Linked DNA regions of Mus musculus: region 2 is linked to region 1. A link is a contact called in public Hi-C data. All regions are on one chromosome and are shown on one strand. The core of a region is the stretch at or near the end of the contact, and the rest is flanking DNA. Distances in the headings are between cores, read along the strand shown.

Region 1 (6,970 bases), core at 932-3,431:
GTGCAGTAGCAAACCATCGTCATTAGGAAAGCAAAGAAAAAAATCAAAATGAGAAAAATGACCCTTGCTAACTTTTGGAAAACTTTGGTATCTTCAAAAGCGTTCCAACTGATTTTATAATTTTAACTCAGTGCTAGTATCAGTTTCTAAATAGTTGCTTTTTCTGGAGGCCAGTTACTGTTTTCTTATGCATGAGGGCATTCGAAGCACATTTTTTTTAAAGGTATTCAGAATGGAGGAGAAGTAAATAAAGCTAAAGCTAAAAGAGAATCTGCTTTCCTGAGATAGAAAGGATATTCATATTCGGTGATATTATCTCTTTTTAGGCTAAAAATACCACAAAGAGTGCTTTCTTTCTTACAAGCAGACCAACTGTGGTAGTATCCACCAGGCCTTGAGAACCTGTGCTTTGAATATACTTATTACATCTTGTTCACTGACTACTAGGTGTGTCTCTCACATTGATTCTAGTTCAGCTTTGGCATAGACTGAAATAATAGTCTTCACAATTGCAAACCTGTGCTAGTGCACTTACTCTAGGTATAGGGTATTTTATGTTGAAGCAGGTTTTAAACTCTTTCCCCTGTGGTATAGCGAGGCAAGATGAAGATACTCTTAGAGTATCATAAACATAAGAATTATGTTGCTCGAATTGCTCAAAGTTGGAGAGGAGTCAGGACTCGGAAAAACTGATTACTCAGCACTAAAATTTTAATGAAAATACCTGGTTGGAATGCATCCAAGTGCAGAACGCTTTGCTAACTTTCCTTCAACTGCTTCAGCAGGTGGCGCTAGTGTGCTTTTAATGACACTCCGTATGCGTGTTGAGAAATAACTGGGCTAGAGTTTTTCTGTTTTCCCAGGGAATGGGCAGTTCTGTAGAAAACTAGGTACATAACCCTCTACGTATATGTATACACACACACACACACACACACACACACACACACACACACACACACACACACACACACACATATCATTTTAATCATGAAAGCATTCATGAATTACTTCTACAGAAGCTAACAACAAAAAGCTGTAATTGAAATTATCCAGCATAGGATTAAAATGCTTTCTTCAGTTTTCCTAGATTTTGGTTATGTTCTAGATTAATTCAACCGACGGCTACATTGTTTTGCCAACAGATCACTAAGAAAATTGATACTCTGCTACAGATCAGTGTGTCTTGTACAACGTGGATATGATTTAGCATAATGGAGGAGGGCCTGGGAATCTGAATTTCTAACACGTTTCCTAATGTTAGTATATATGTTCCTCATGTTAAACTTTGGGTAGGACTCCGTATCTGAGCTACCTTCAAGTCCGGTCACTGTGTGACGTTGGCAAAGCCATTTCATGACTTTGATAATGCAGTTATGAACCCAGGAGAAAAATATGGTATAGTGAACTTCCCTTTTGGGAATATGTGCACAGCAACCATCTAAAGATCCTATAAATTCTGAATTATCTGTTAATTTTAATTTACAAATATTTTAATTAGGGCTGGAAAGATGGCTTCGTGGTTAGGGATGCTTACTCTCTTACAAGGACACAGGGTCAGTTCCTCTGTGTGCAGTAGCTGTCAGCATCCTGTAATGCTCTAGGTGATTTGATAGCTCTGTCCTCTGTGGCTCTGGTACACTTATGCACACTGATTTTCAATTAATACCTCTTCCTGTGCCCCAACTTAGACATAATTAAAATAAGAACATTATGTTTAGTGTGTTTTAGATGATTTTTAAATTGAACCCACTGACTTCCAAATTTTTAGCAGTGATTTGTTTACAAAGAAACATTTTATTTCATTTAGACTTTAGCTTATGGCTTGACTTTTAGCCCCAAAGGGAACCCTGAAGCGAATAGAATGCTGGGTCTCTAAGCCTGAGAACTGACAGCAAGTTTACAATCTGGTACAAATAATTCACAGAGAGAAAGAAGGAGGAAAAAGTTCTAAATCACTTAATTACGCAACAGCGACTGAACAAATACCAAGGGGAATTGAGAGAGCAGTTGTGAATCATTTAATTCTGTGACCTTAAACTAAATTAATGTTCTAAGGGTATATGGTAGGCCACTTAGCCCTCTTATTTCCAGTGGGACTAGCCTCAATTAACACTGGCCCTTCTCAGGTCTAAGACCTTGCTGATATATGATTTCTTGTTGACCTCAGTAAAACTCACTCTGCTACCACATACAGTTTGTCCATCTGTGTCTCAGCAGGGCTCAACAACTTACAGTGGTTTACTGGATCGGGCAATTGCTACTTTAGTAATTAATACCTGAGTGTTCAGCAGCTGAGCAGTCTGAATAAATGACTTTTTAGATGTGTAGGCAAATTGAAGCAGGGTGCAAGATTCTTGTGGAAAGGTGGCGCTTTGAATTTTCAAGTCAGTCAAGTAAATGAGCTCTATTCTCTCAGTGCTAACTTTGAAATCCCATCATCTCTTTATCTTATTTCAGCTCCAGAGTTCAAAGCAGAGTGTGAGTCAATTGAGTTTTTGTAGTTTCTGTGACTTTACTAGTATAGTGAAGGTCTTTTAGAACCTTCCATTAGGGGTCATTGAGAAGTGAGGTTAAACACATGGAAAGACAGTTTGGGACTACACTAAATCACTAATGTATGCCACCTGAAAGTTTCTTTGTTTTGTTTTCGTTTTTTGTTTGTTTGTTTTAGGGAAAGTTATTCTGGGTGGAAGAGATGGTTTCTAGATTGTTTCCTAAACTCTTTACTTGTTACTTTGTGATTTCCTGAGAACTAACTTTCAATTCAACTATTAGTGAAATTTTACTTGTTTCAAAATAATATTTCCCTATAGTAAAATTTCAGGAAAACCCTTTTTTCCTTCTCAATGTGAGCAATATTTACTGATTATTTGAACTCTTCAGGCAATTTTGTAAATATTTAAATATCTTGGGTAATTAGTAGTACTAATAACATGCAGTTTTTCTTACAATAGCAGCAATCATGATATGCAAAACTGATATGTATGTTTAGATATATAAATTTCCACATTAACCTTAAAAAGATGACAGGCTGAGGCTTTCTAAAGATGCACTATGCCCAACTTCCATCACAGGAGGAGAGTCTGTGCATATTCTGTGCTTTGTCTTCATTGACTTGTAGCCATTCCATAGCATGGATCTCTGATGTCCCCAGACTTTCCCCGATGAAGAATTAGATTTAAAGTGCTCACCAAGTTCCATTTTACTTCCATAAAACTTGCATGGAACAGACAAGAGTTTCAGGCCTAGATCTTGCTCCTGAGAAGTTAGCACTCTTTTCAAAGCCAGGAGGAGGCAGCTGTGAGGTCTGGGAATGTGTCGAGAGAGAGAATGAAGAGCAACCAAGTGAGTAAGATTTGATATTGTGAAGCTCCCAAAATGTACAAATAGCATACCTCTCATGCTTCAGTTGATAAGAATTCTGTCAAAAGCCATATTTTTCCCTGCTAAAATTGTCTATGGCTTAGGAAGCAATAATTCTTATTGTTGCCAACACAGCTTCCAACCAGCACACCAATCCTTATTACTAGATGGAAAAGATACTGAAGTTGGAACCACTCTGATCACCTCATTAGGTTGACACTGATTTATTTCCCAAGTAACTGTTATGCAAAATGAGAACGTAGGGGATGTAGGTAGATATGTAAATTCCAAAATCCATTGGGTAACAAGAATTTCAAGTTATAAATATTTATAAGGAGAAGAAAATAGAGGAGAACCAGCCTGTTGGCAGAAATGGCAAATTGGAAATGAATACAAGATGGTTAGAAGATGACTTTCAGCATTCTTGCTTCTCAGAGCAGAATACAAGATATCAACAGAGACAGGAGCTTGCACAGACCCCTTAGCCAGATGCTGGGCAGAGAAATTTAGGGACCTGTAAACTCTCTGTGAAGATATAGGAGACCTTGAACTTCTGATAGTCATGTCTCTGCTTTGTGAGTTCTGAGATTATAGATATCTACTACCACTCTTGGTTTATGTGGTGCATGACAGGTGAAGGCGGTACAAACTAAGCAACATTCACAGTCTGAACAAAATCTTTCTACGTGATATCTTCTTACATCATTTAATATTTAAAAAGAATTGGATAACTATTACTCACACATATATCATTATAACCTATGTATTAGAAAGACAATGATTTATACCTAAGTAAATTAAATTCAGATCGGGTAGTGGAAACTTTCCAAAATATATGAAAGCAATTCTAAAATGAAGTCTCCAAATAATGTGGGAAATGGATTCCCAGCTGGTCATCTCTGGTAACCTAACAAAGATTACAGGATTTGGACTGGGTTTCACCCACTTGATTTGTTAGCCTAAGTTGTTCCCTGTAAATCCCCAAACAACACAGGCTCTTGCCAAGATAATAGGTTGCTCTCTGCAAATGGCCAGCAAGGTCCAATTGCTGAAGACAACATTGACTTAACTCACTAAACATGGAGTGATTGAGCTGGTGGCAACGTAGAACCTTTACCCCTATCTTTTAGTGTCTTTGGTAGAGAAAGGTATTCTGCAGTATTTTACCGAAAGAGAAGTATAACACAAACCCAGCCACAAAATCGTTGATCTACAGTCTTTCTTGCCTATAAACCATGCTAGGGCAAAGGTGGCACAAAACTTGAGTATCCAGTGAATGCCTAGTTTGACTTAAGACCCACTTTATGAAATGGAACCTATACTTAGATGACCAAGAACCAGAGACAAGATAGCTCAGAGATTTAGGGTAAAACCAAATACTACTGGTCTAGAAAAAAAAGTAGCAATACAAAAACTTCTAATGCTATCCTGCTATACTCATAAATCAGTCCCTTATTCAGCCATTATCAGAGAAGCTTCCTCTTGGAGCAGAGAATATACAAAAGACATTGTAACACAGAGCTCGAAATTGAATGTCTCCATCACATCCTTCCTCAGGGAAGTCTGAGAAAGTGAGGGTTTTAACAAGACTCTCTGAATCAGTTTAGTTTATATGAACTGAATTAGTTTATATGAACTCACAGAGACTGAAGAAGTGTGTACAAGGAGTATATGGGTTTGCCCCAGCTCCTTTGTATACATATTAAGACTTTCAATTTAGTATTTCTATGAGATTCCAGATTGTGTCAACAAATTTTAACATCAACATAACCTCATTGTAGCAAGCAAAATCCAAGTAGAAAACAGAATTCGAATTCACCTCAGAATAACTGAGCAAAGGGAATAAAAAAAAGTGGATGATTTACAAAGATGTGGATGTGGTAGTGGAAAAAGAGGAATTGTTCAGACTAGTATGAAGAGGAAGTGTTTCTATTTTTTAAGCACAATAGCACATAACTAAAGGGACCATCATAAAAGTCTGTGAAATTTGGAGCCACCAAGATATTTAGTTTGAGGATGTAATCGAGATCCTAAGAAATGCAATGTCAAAAAAAAAAAAAGTCACCAAAGTGATGCCTGATGATATTCTGCTATATCCTAGATGTGTGTTTAGTCCAATTGTCATCAGAGAGGCTTTCAAGCAGCAAGTGATGAAAACAGATGCAGAGACCCATAGCCAAAGATTAGGAGGAGCTCGGGAAAGAGGAAGAATGAAGATTGTAGGACCAGAGAGTTCAAGGACAATACAAGAAACCTGTAGAAGCTACTAACCTGGGCTCATAGGGGCTCACTGAGACTGAACTGCCAACCAGAGAGCCTGCATGGAAGTGACCTAGGCCTTCTGCACATATATTACAGTTGCATAGCTTGGCCTTCTTGTGGGACTCCTCTAACAGTGGGTTCAGGGGCTGTCTCTGGCTCTCTTATAGCTTTTGTGACCCTTTTCTCCTTCTGAGTTGCCTTGTCCAGCTTTAATACTAGAGGAGGTGCCTAATCTTACCACAAGTTGATAGTTTCATGTTTCATTGATATCAATGGGAGGTTTGTTCTATTTCTGAATAGAAATGAAGTAGATGGGGGCAGGGGCAGAGAGCAGGTGGGGGGAGGGAGACTGGGAAAACAGGAGGGAGAGGAAATTGCATTAAGGATGTAAAAGCAAAGAAAAAAGAGAAAAAAATAACAAAAGACATGCAATGCCAATGTAGGAAATAAGGTGGGTAGGGGAGACTTCTCACTCCTTCTTGCTTCAGATATTCAGTCTATTCAAGGTATCCACTCTGGTGGAATCTGCTTGAGAAGCAAATCTTCTTGTTTTGCCATGAAAAACAGGCTCCCTGTGTTGCTCTGCTGGGGAGATGTGGCAAGTGCAGAATTACCACCATAATGATTTTGGTGATATTTAAATATCTAAATGTAAAGTCTGCAACATTTTTCTGAAAATGATATTCATATTTTGCCTGCTTAATTTAATATTTAGAAGTGACATTAAACAATTTAATTTTTAGAATGAACCTCATGTTAATCTTCATTCCTAACTTGGCCAAAAGTACTAAAATCCCTTCAAATGTGAGAGCTATTCAAATGTATGTGTACTACCACTGGTTTTGTTTTTGGAGTCAGTGAAGTATTTTTCTGCATTGCCACTTCTCACTGGAAGTAGATCACATTTTCTGTTTCCTAAAATAATAAGGTTTATTAACATTGTTTCTACTTTTAGAGAAAGACAGCAGAACGATGATCTTTTTGTCATTTTGTTGCCAAAAATACTGATACCAGGTCCTTCATTCTTCCTCCTTGGAAATATGAGATGTGATTGTATATCAGAAATCATAAATCATTTGGCTTATTAAATCTCCCAAATGTGCTCTGTAAAAACAACAACAAAAGCAATATTTGTAGTCCTCAGCTCAGTGAAAAATTTCATTTCTATCTAATCAGTGTTCTTCAGGGTCTGATCCACGTCTCCTACACTAGGCAATAATCCAAGTGCTAAAGCAATATTTGTTTAACACTCTAGCAATCAATGTTGTTACACACTCTTGTTAGTCCGTATAAAATGTGTGTTATGTTCAGTTTCCCATGAACGTACCCTGACTCTACCCAG
Region 2 (6,887 bases), core at 1,785-4,284, 360 kb after region 1:
GATTCAGTGTATCTGGTTTTATGTTGAAGTCCTTGATCCACTTGGACTTGAGCTTTGTGCAAAGTGACAATTATGAATCTATTTTCATTTTTTCTACATTCAGACAGCCAGTTAGGCCAGCACCATTTATTGAAGATGCTTTCTCTTCTCCATTGTATGTTTTTGGCTTCTTTTTAAAAGATCAAATGTCCATAAGTGTGTGGTTTTATTTCTGTTTCTTGTACCAGGTATAGTTCAGTCTTATTTCATAGCTATTATGTAAAATATTACATTAATTATGTAAGGACATAATTAATGATGACTAATCAAATAAACTCAATTACATCTTTGATAGATTGCAGATGATTGAAAGCATATATAAACCAACTCAATAAATAATTTTATTGTTTGGGTCACCATCATTATTTCTTTCTTTAAAAGTCTAAATTTTCACTGTTAAATTAGTTTTGTGTATGTTTGAAATGAAAGATTTTTTTTTAAAAAAAAAAAGGTCTTTTCTTTCTATCTGAAATTATAAAGACTGGGATAAAGTGTTGGTATTTCTGAGAATTTAGAAAAGGCAAACTCATATCTACTGGCTCATTTCAGTTTAGAGATCTGGGAAATATCCCTTGCATTAAGATTGAGGTTAATGTATGACCACTCGATGGAAGCTATTTGCAGAGCATCCTTGATGAGTTGCAGCTGTCATTCAGCTTAGTTAGGCTCTTCCCAGAGGTTCAGGAAGGCTAAACATAGAACACTGCTTGAAAATGTAGGATCAACACAGTCATCTCTCAATTGTAAGAAAATTGGCATGAGAAACAAACATAATTTCGCATATTTACCTCATTGTATGCCATTTATCTTTCCAGTTCTAGTCTCAGCTTGATTAAAATATGTCTGGACTTTCTATAATGAGATCATTAGTTTAGCAGTCACCTGTCCCAGTTTTCTTCCATGCTGTCCACCTAAATACAGGCAAACTGTAAAGCCGTTAATATTTCTCCCTGGTTACACAAATAATTTCAGATTTTCTGGTTTCAGCTTTGATTTTTATATATGAAGATTGTGATTGGAAACCACCAAAAAGTATAGTTTTCTAAAATACAAAATAAAACAAACTACACAATATCTAGATTTATTAATGAGCATCTTGTCATTTGAATTTAAGAAAGCTTGTGATGACACAGGTAGAATCATACTTCATTTATAATTATTGTATTTCTTATAGAACATGACTTCACAAAACCCTATAGTACTATATTCAAGTGATTAGTTGAACAGAAATATAAATATTGGCTAGGGTTTACAAATCAAGCAAAGTAGCTGTTGATTATAGCAACACAGAGGTGAATTCAAAGAGATTTTCTTCCTTTTGTATTTCAGATATATATGAACATGGATGGCACTGGTGAACATGTTCAACAGAGTGAGCAAAAGCCCATGAGACCTCAACTCTAGTCAAAGAGCTACAGGCAACTGAGAGAAGTTGGTAGCAGAAGTAGTCTGCCTCAGGGAAGAGCATACTAATTGGGTGTCCAATACCAAATTGTCAATCCCAAATATACATAAAAGTAACATTATATGTTCTGAGAAACTTATATTTATGAATATGTATGTACATGTGAGTATTCATAGGTAATAAAAATCAGTGAAGAAAAGAGGGCATGAGTTTGAAAGAGAGCAGAATGTATGCATGAGAGAATTTAGAGGAAAGAAAAGGAAGAGAGAAAAGTTGTAATCATATTATATCAAAAATAAAAAAGAATAGGCAATAAATTTGAAAGAAATAAAGAAAGGGGAAATGGGGTGGATTAGATGAAGGAAAGGGAAGAGGTACTAAAGAAAAGAATTAAAAATGAAAAAGGGTTCTTTAAAGAGACTGAGATATGTAAAGTGGGTAGAATCAATAGCCAAGAGTATTCAAGAACCATAAAACTGTTCCAGTGAATGGGTGCAATGAAGAAATCATATCCACCATGTTATGCAATTACCATGATCCATGGTATGTAACATCTCTTTTATTCTGAGAGCTGGGTAGAGCTATAACCATTTGATCATTTCAAGCAACAGAAGTTTGTCTTACCATGTTGCTGATGTAATATTTTATAAGCAGTGGCAGTGGGTAGGAACCTTTTGTGATTCACAAAAGATTATTTAAAATATTTAACTTAGGCAGGTAGGTGAAATATTTTAAGCATTTAAAAGGTGCACAAATGAGGAAGCAAAGATTAATGGGTAAAAGTTATGAAGAAGGTGTGGTTTCTTTAGACCACAAATAAGCCAAAAATTGAAAGGGGCAAGCTGAGAGCTACTCAGAGCAATCATATAGGGATGAGATGTCACCCCCTAGGGATATCATAGAACAAATTACTCTTTGAATGTGTGACTGGACCCTGTAACTGCTAAGAGTAACTAAGTCTGGATAATCCTTTGATCTCTGCCTTTGAAATTCATGTAAAATATTTAAACTAGTTTACATTGCTAATTGGCTTAAAAGATGAAAGAAATTTTGCACTTGTATAAAAGAGTAAAATTACTTTCTATCCTCTTCAGAATAATTTTTATATGTATATCAAAACCATAATTATTTCTTAGTATTTTTCTAATAAATAGATGAAGTTGACAGATACACCGTAATTTCACATGTCTTCTGAATTTTGGAATTTAATATTTTGATGTTTCACTTGATGAATTTGAAACATACTACAAAACAGTGCACTTTTATGAACGATTGTTTCTTTTTTTAAAAAAAAATTGAATACAAAAAACCCTGAAAATTAGTGAAATATCATTTAATCTTTTACATATCTTTCCCAAAATTTAATTTTATATTTGCTTAATATTTTCCAGTTTTCACGTGCATTTAAATGTGTGAGTTTGTGTGCTGTTAAAGAAAAGCCTACTTTAGTGGAGTTAAACTGTAAAAGGCTATTCACGTATGTTAGATTAGCAGGAGTAGATTCCAATTTCCTGAGAAAAACACTTGTGTATTTTTAGATACTGGAGGATATCTAATAAGGATGTCTGTCAAGGCAACTAGGTCATCTGTGCTGTTAATGGATGCTTAAGTTAGGTGCTCTATCTGAATCTCATAAAGCCTGGGAGATAATTGTGATAGATATAGTTCAGAGGGGTTTTCTTTGGAGAGATATTATTATTTGTAAATTGGGAAAGCTGTTAGAGTATTTATGTGTATAAGGATAAAAAAGGATACTACCATTGTAATTTCTTCAAAATACAGGCTTAAAAAAAGAGTAAATGGTGAAGCCTATTTCAGAATAAATCTGTATAAAATTAGTGATATAAAGGAGAACTGTGAGCCACTCTAGCCAAGAATGTGTGTGTGTGTGTGTGTGTGTGTGCGCGCGCGTGTGTATGCAATAACATGGGCAATTATTGTTACGATTGAGGATTGGAGATTTTAAACGATTTACCACATTCTGTTTTGTTCACAGCAAGATGCACTGATAGGCAACTGAAAATTATTAGGTATGATTAAACTGAACATAAAGATGTATGTGTTTGTGATTTTTAAGAGTATACATATCCTATCAACCTCTCTAAAGTTTTGAAATTCCACACCACTTCTGACTACATCAGAAAATAGGGTGGAATGAATTTAAATGATTGTGGTGAGACCCATATGTTATAATATTCTCTTGCCAGATTGACATTGCAAACTCAGTAAGAACAGGGAGGCCCTTTCATTATTTATAATTCTCTAGGCCCTCAGCCACATTCTGTGAGCCAGAGAAATAAATGAAATATTCATTAAAACACTTAAACTATCAATATTATATAATTGAAGATGAAAGGAATAACATGGAATAAATAGGCTCTATTTGGAACAAGAGATCATGCACATATTTTATATAAGAAACAATAATAGTTTCCTTTAAGTCCTTTGGGAGCTGAGAAAATGTAGTATTTTTCACAGGCATTCATAGATTACTAATATGGCAAGCAAAAAAAAAAAAAAAAAGAATACAAATATCAGTTTATGTGCTTTTATACACAATAATACACGTAAGAAAGTCCAGGAAATGAACAGTCTATTTTACTACTTTTAATAAATTTGCATTTCCAATTGAAAAAAGATAAAACTAACAGAGATTTTAAAGTCCTGCATATATTTATGTATTAAAGATATATGGACTGTTTCATAGTAATCCTTATTCAAGGTCTCCACTATGATTCACCTATTTTTTTTTTTTTAATTTCTGTAAAGGACTAGGTATAAAGGTTTGTAGGTTTGTAGGATATCAATCATATATCCATTTTTACTTTTTCCAAGTCTTATAAAATATCTCAGAATAATATTTATTTCAAGGATCACATTGAATCTTGTTGTGGACAGGAAATGGTCTGTGGGCTTGGACTATTTGATAGTCACTGATCAGATCAGTACTTAATTAAAAATAAAAATTTCTAAGATGTAAATTGTTACTGTTCTCATTGTGAAAATGCTGACAATGTTTTTATTAATATTGTTAGACTAAATAGAGTGAGGTTTTATATTCAGCCATAGCAGTTGTATCAATTATCAATCTAGTGTCATTCATGCATAAGTGAACTCAACCATTCTGAGGTTACTATAAGTCAATACACAATAGACTACAGAAATAATAGCACAGGTTTTTCACGTTATTATCTGTGTTTATGCATTATAATTTTTACTTAACTATGATACTTTTTAATGGAAAAATTTTAAAGATTTATTTATTATGTATACTGTATTCTGCTTGGTTGTATGCCAAAGGAGGGAATCAGATCCCAGTATAGATGTTATGAGCCACCATGTGGTTGCTAGGAATTGAAATCAGGATCACCGGAAGAACAGCTAGTGCTCTTAATCTCTGAACAGGAAGTGGTCTGTGGGCTTGGTCTATTTGATAGTCACTGATCCGATCAGTATTTAATTAAAAATAAACATTTCTAGGATCTAAATTGCTACTGATCTCATTGTGAAAATGCTGATATACAAGCATCTCTCCAGCTCCCCATGATAATAATGTTTGATATAGCCAATATGGGTTGCCACAGGAATAAGCCTAATGGAGGACAGTAAATGTGATTGCTTATTTTACTTACTTATGAGTAGTTATTATTCATCAGAAGGTCTGACACTGAAGATACTCCATCATCAGCTATTCAGTGTTATTATATCCTTTAGAAAAAGAGAAACTCAGGCCTGAGGTAAGAAAGTCGCCAAACAGAAAAGTCACAGGAGGAGTTAATCCTAAAGGAAAAGGAAATCATGTCTATTTAGGAATAGAGTGAGTTTGAACATAAAATTCCAATAAACAGAAATCACACATGGATATAGGGAACTCATGACAAATATCTTCTCCAATCACCTCTTGCTTTTGTTTTTAAAGCAGATTTTTTTGTTTTGGTTACTGAAACACACACACACACACACATACACACACACACACACAAGACATATATATTTTAAATAGTTTATATATGTAATACAAACTTATAGACTTATATAAGCTATATACATCAATAGCTTATTAATAAATCTATGATATATATTATATTAATAAATCTATGATATATATATATATATATATACACACATACACACAAACACACATACCCGATTTTTTTTGCTGCTTTTAAGTTGTATGTTAAGTGTATATGTAATTAAAATACCAAAGAACTTGAGGATCTCGAGGATATAGTTTCTTTGGTAAAGTGATTGCTCACTATGAAAATAAGTCAGGGATTCAATACAAAACTGGACATAGTGACTGTTTCTGAAACCTACCATTCAGGAGTTATAGTTAAGAGAATAAAAAATTTAAAGGTTCTGAGTTGAGCTACATTGAGTTAGAAGAAAGCTTAGGTTGTAAGAGATGCTCTCAAAAAATTACAGAAAAGTAAATACCACATATTGAACACACTAGTAACTTGTGACTTCTAAAATAAGTCAGGAGAATTAGGAAGTAATTACAAATTGTATTCTACTAACCAGTTTGATTTAGTCAGTCCTTCTGTTTTAAAAATAAAAATTTTGAAAATAGGCAAAAAGTTTAACAGGCTAAAGCTGGAAAAGAACAGGGCAGCTTGGGTAACTCAGTCAGACCCAGCTCCATAAAATGTGAAACATTTCTTAATGAAAATTGAACATTTTTAATAAATTTTTAAAACAAACTTCTTAGGTAAATTATAATAAACTCTAGTTAACAATAAATTGAAGGTATACCTTTACAACAGTTGTTCTTCCTTCCAGTTTATTAATTTCATAATCATCTCAAATAATTTCAGGGAAATGCCATTAGACTGTTAAACATTTTGCAGATACCAAATATATTTTAAAATTGTTGTATGAAAAACAAGACAAAGGTGAAAATTGTAAAACTTGCAATAGAATGAAGGCTTTAAAGGTAGATCCTACAAACACATACATGAAAAGTGATCAATTTTAAAAAGGGCAACATACATAATTATTTAATTACATAGTATAGAAATAAATAATTCATTTTTTGCAAAGAATGATATTAATTATTCATAACTCATCACTTTCTGGTCAATTTATCAACATATTCTATCTATAGACATGTGTTTAATAATGTGTATTGTTTCTTCATTGTAGAAATATCACATACTGAATATTCCTGTAAATTGCTTCTACATCTATATTCAGTGATATAATTTATATCCTGAACATTTTCATGATAGTATAAAATTTACACTAAAGAAATTGGCAAACAAAACATTATTTTGTCATTGAATAGCATACTCTTCACAAAAGCTAATAAAATTTTAAAATGAATTCATAAGATAGTCATAGTGAGACAAGGGATTAAAAGGAAGGAGTTGAACAAAAAGAATATTGTGAAAACATGCTATATGCTCCTGCAGAGTCATTCATTAAAATGGTTCTTCTTCAC

Evidence for each region. A called contact is a pair of places that touch in the nucleus more often than the background predicts.
Region 2: a contact with region 1 is called in a Hi-C map of cerebellar granule neurons, with 2.3 times the contacts expected there. The contact joins two enhancer-like sites. A contact is called at or near these places in 2 of 484 Hi-C or Micro-C datasets (cerebellar granule neurons and cerebellum).

What each region holds. Positions count from the first base shown.
Region 1 is chr5:68,252,095-68,259,064 of GRCm38.p6, forward strand. No RefSeq gene overlaps it. Among named protein-coding and RNA genes, the nearest start is that of Grxcr1, 220 kb to the left of the region's middle. Within about 2 kb of position 2,182, at least 2 of the 459 cell types and tissues checked have an H3K27ac peak or open chromatin away from gene starts, as enhancers often do. A contact at or near this core is called in cerebellar granule neurons, where this site is marked.
Region 2 is chr5:68,615,012-68,621,898 of GRCm38.p6, forward strand. No RefSeq gene overlaps it. Among named protein-coding and RNA genes, the nearest start is that of Gm23605, 52 kb to the left of the region's middle. Within about 2 kb of position 3,035, at least 3 of the 459 cell types and tissues checked have an H3K27ac peak or open chromatin away from gene starts, as enhancers often do. A contact at or near this core is called in cerebellar granule neurons, where this site is marked.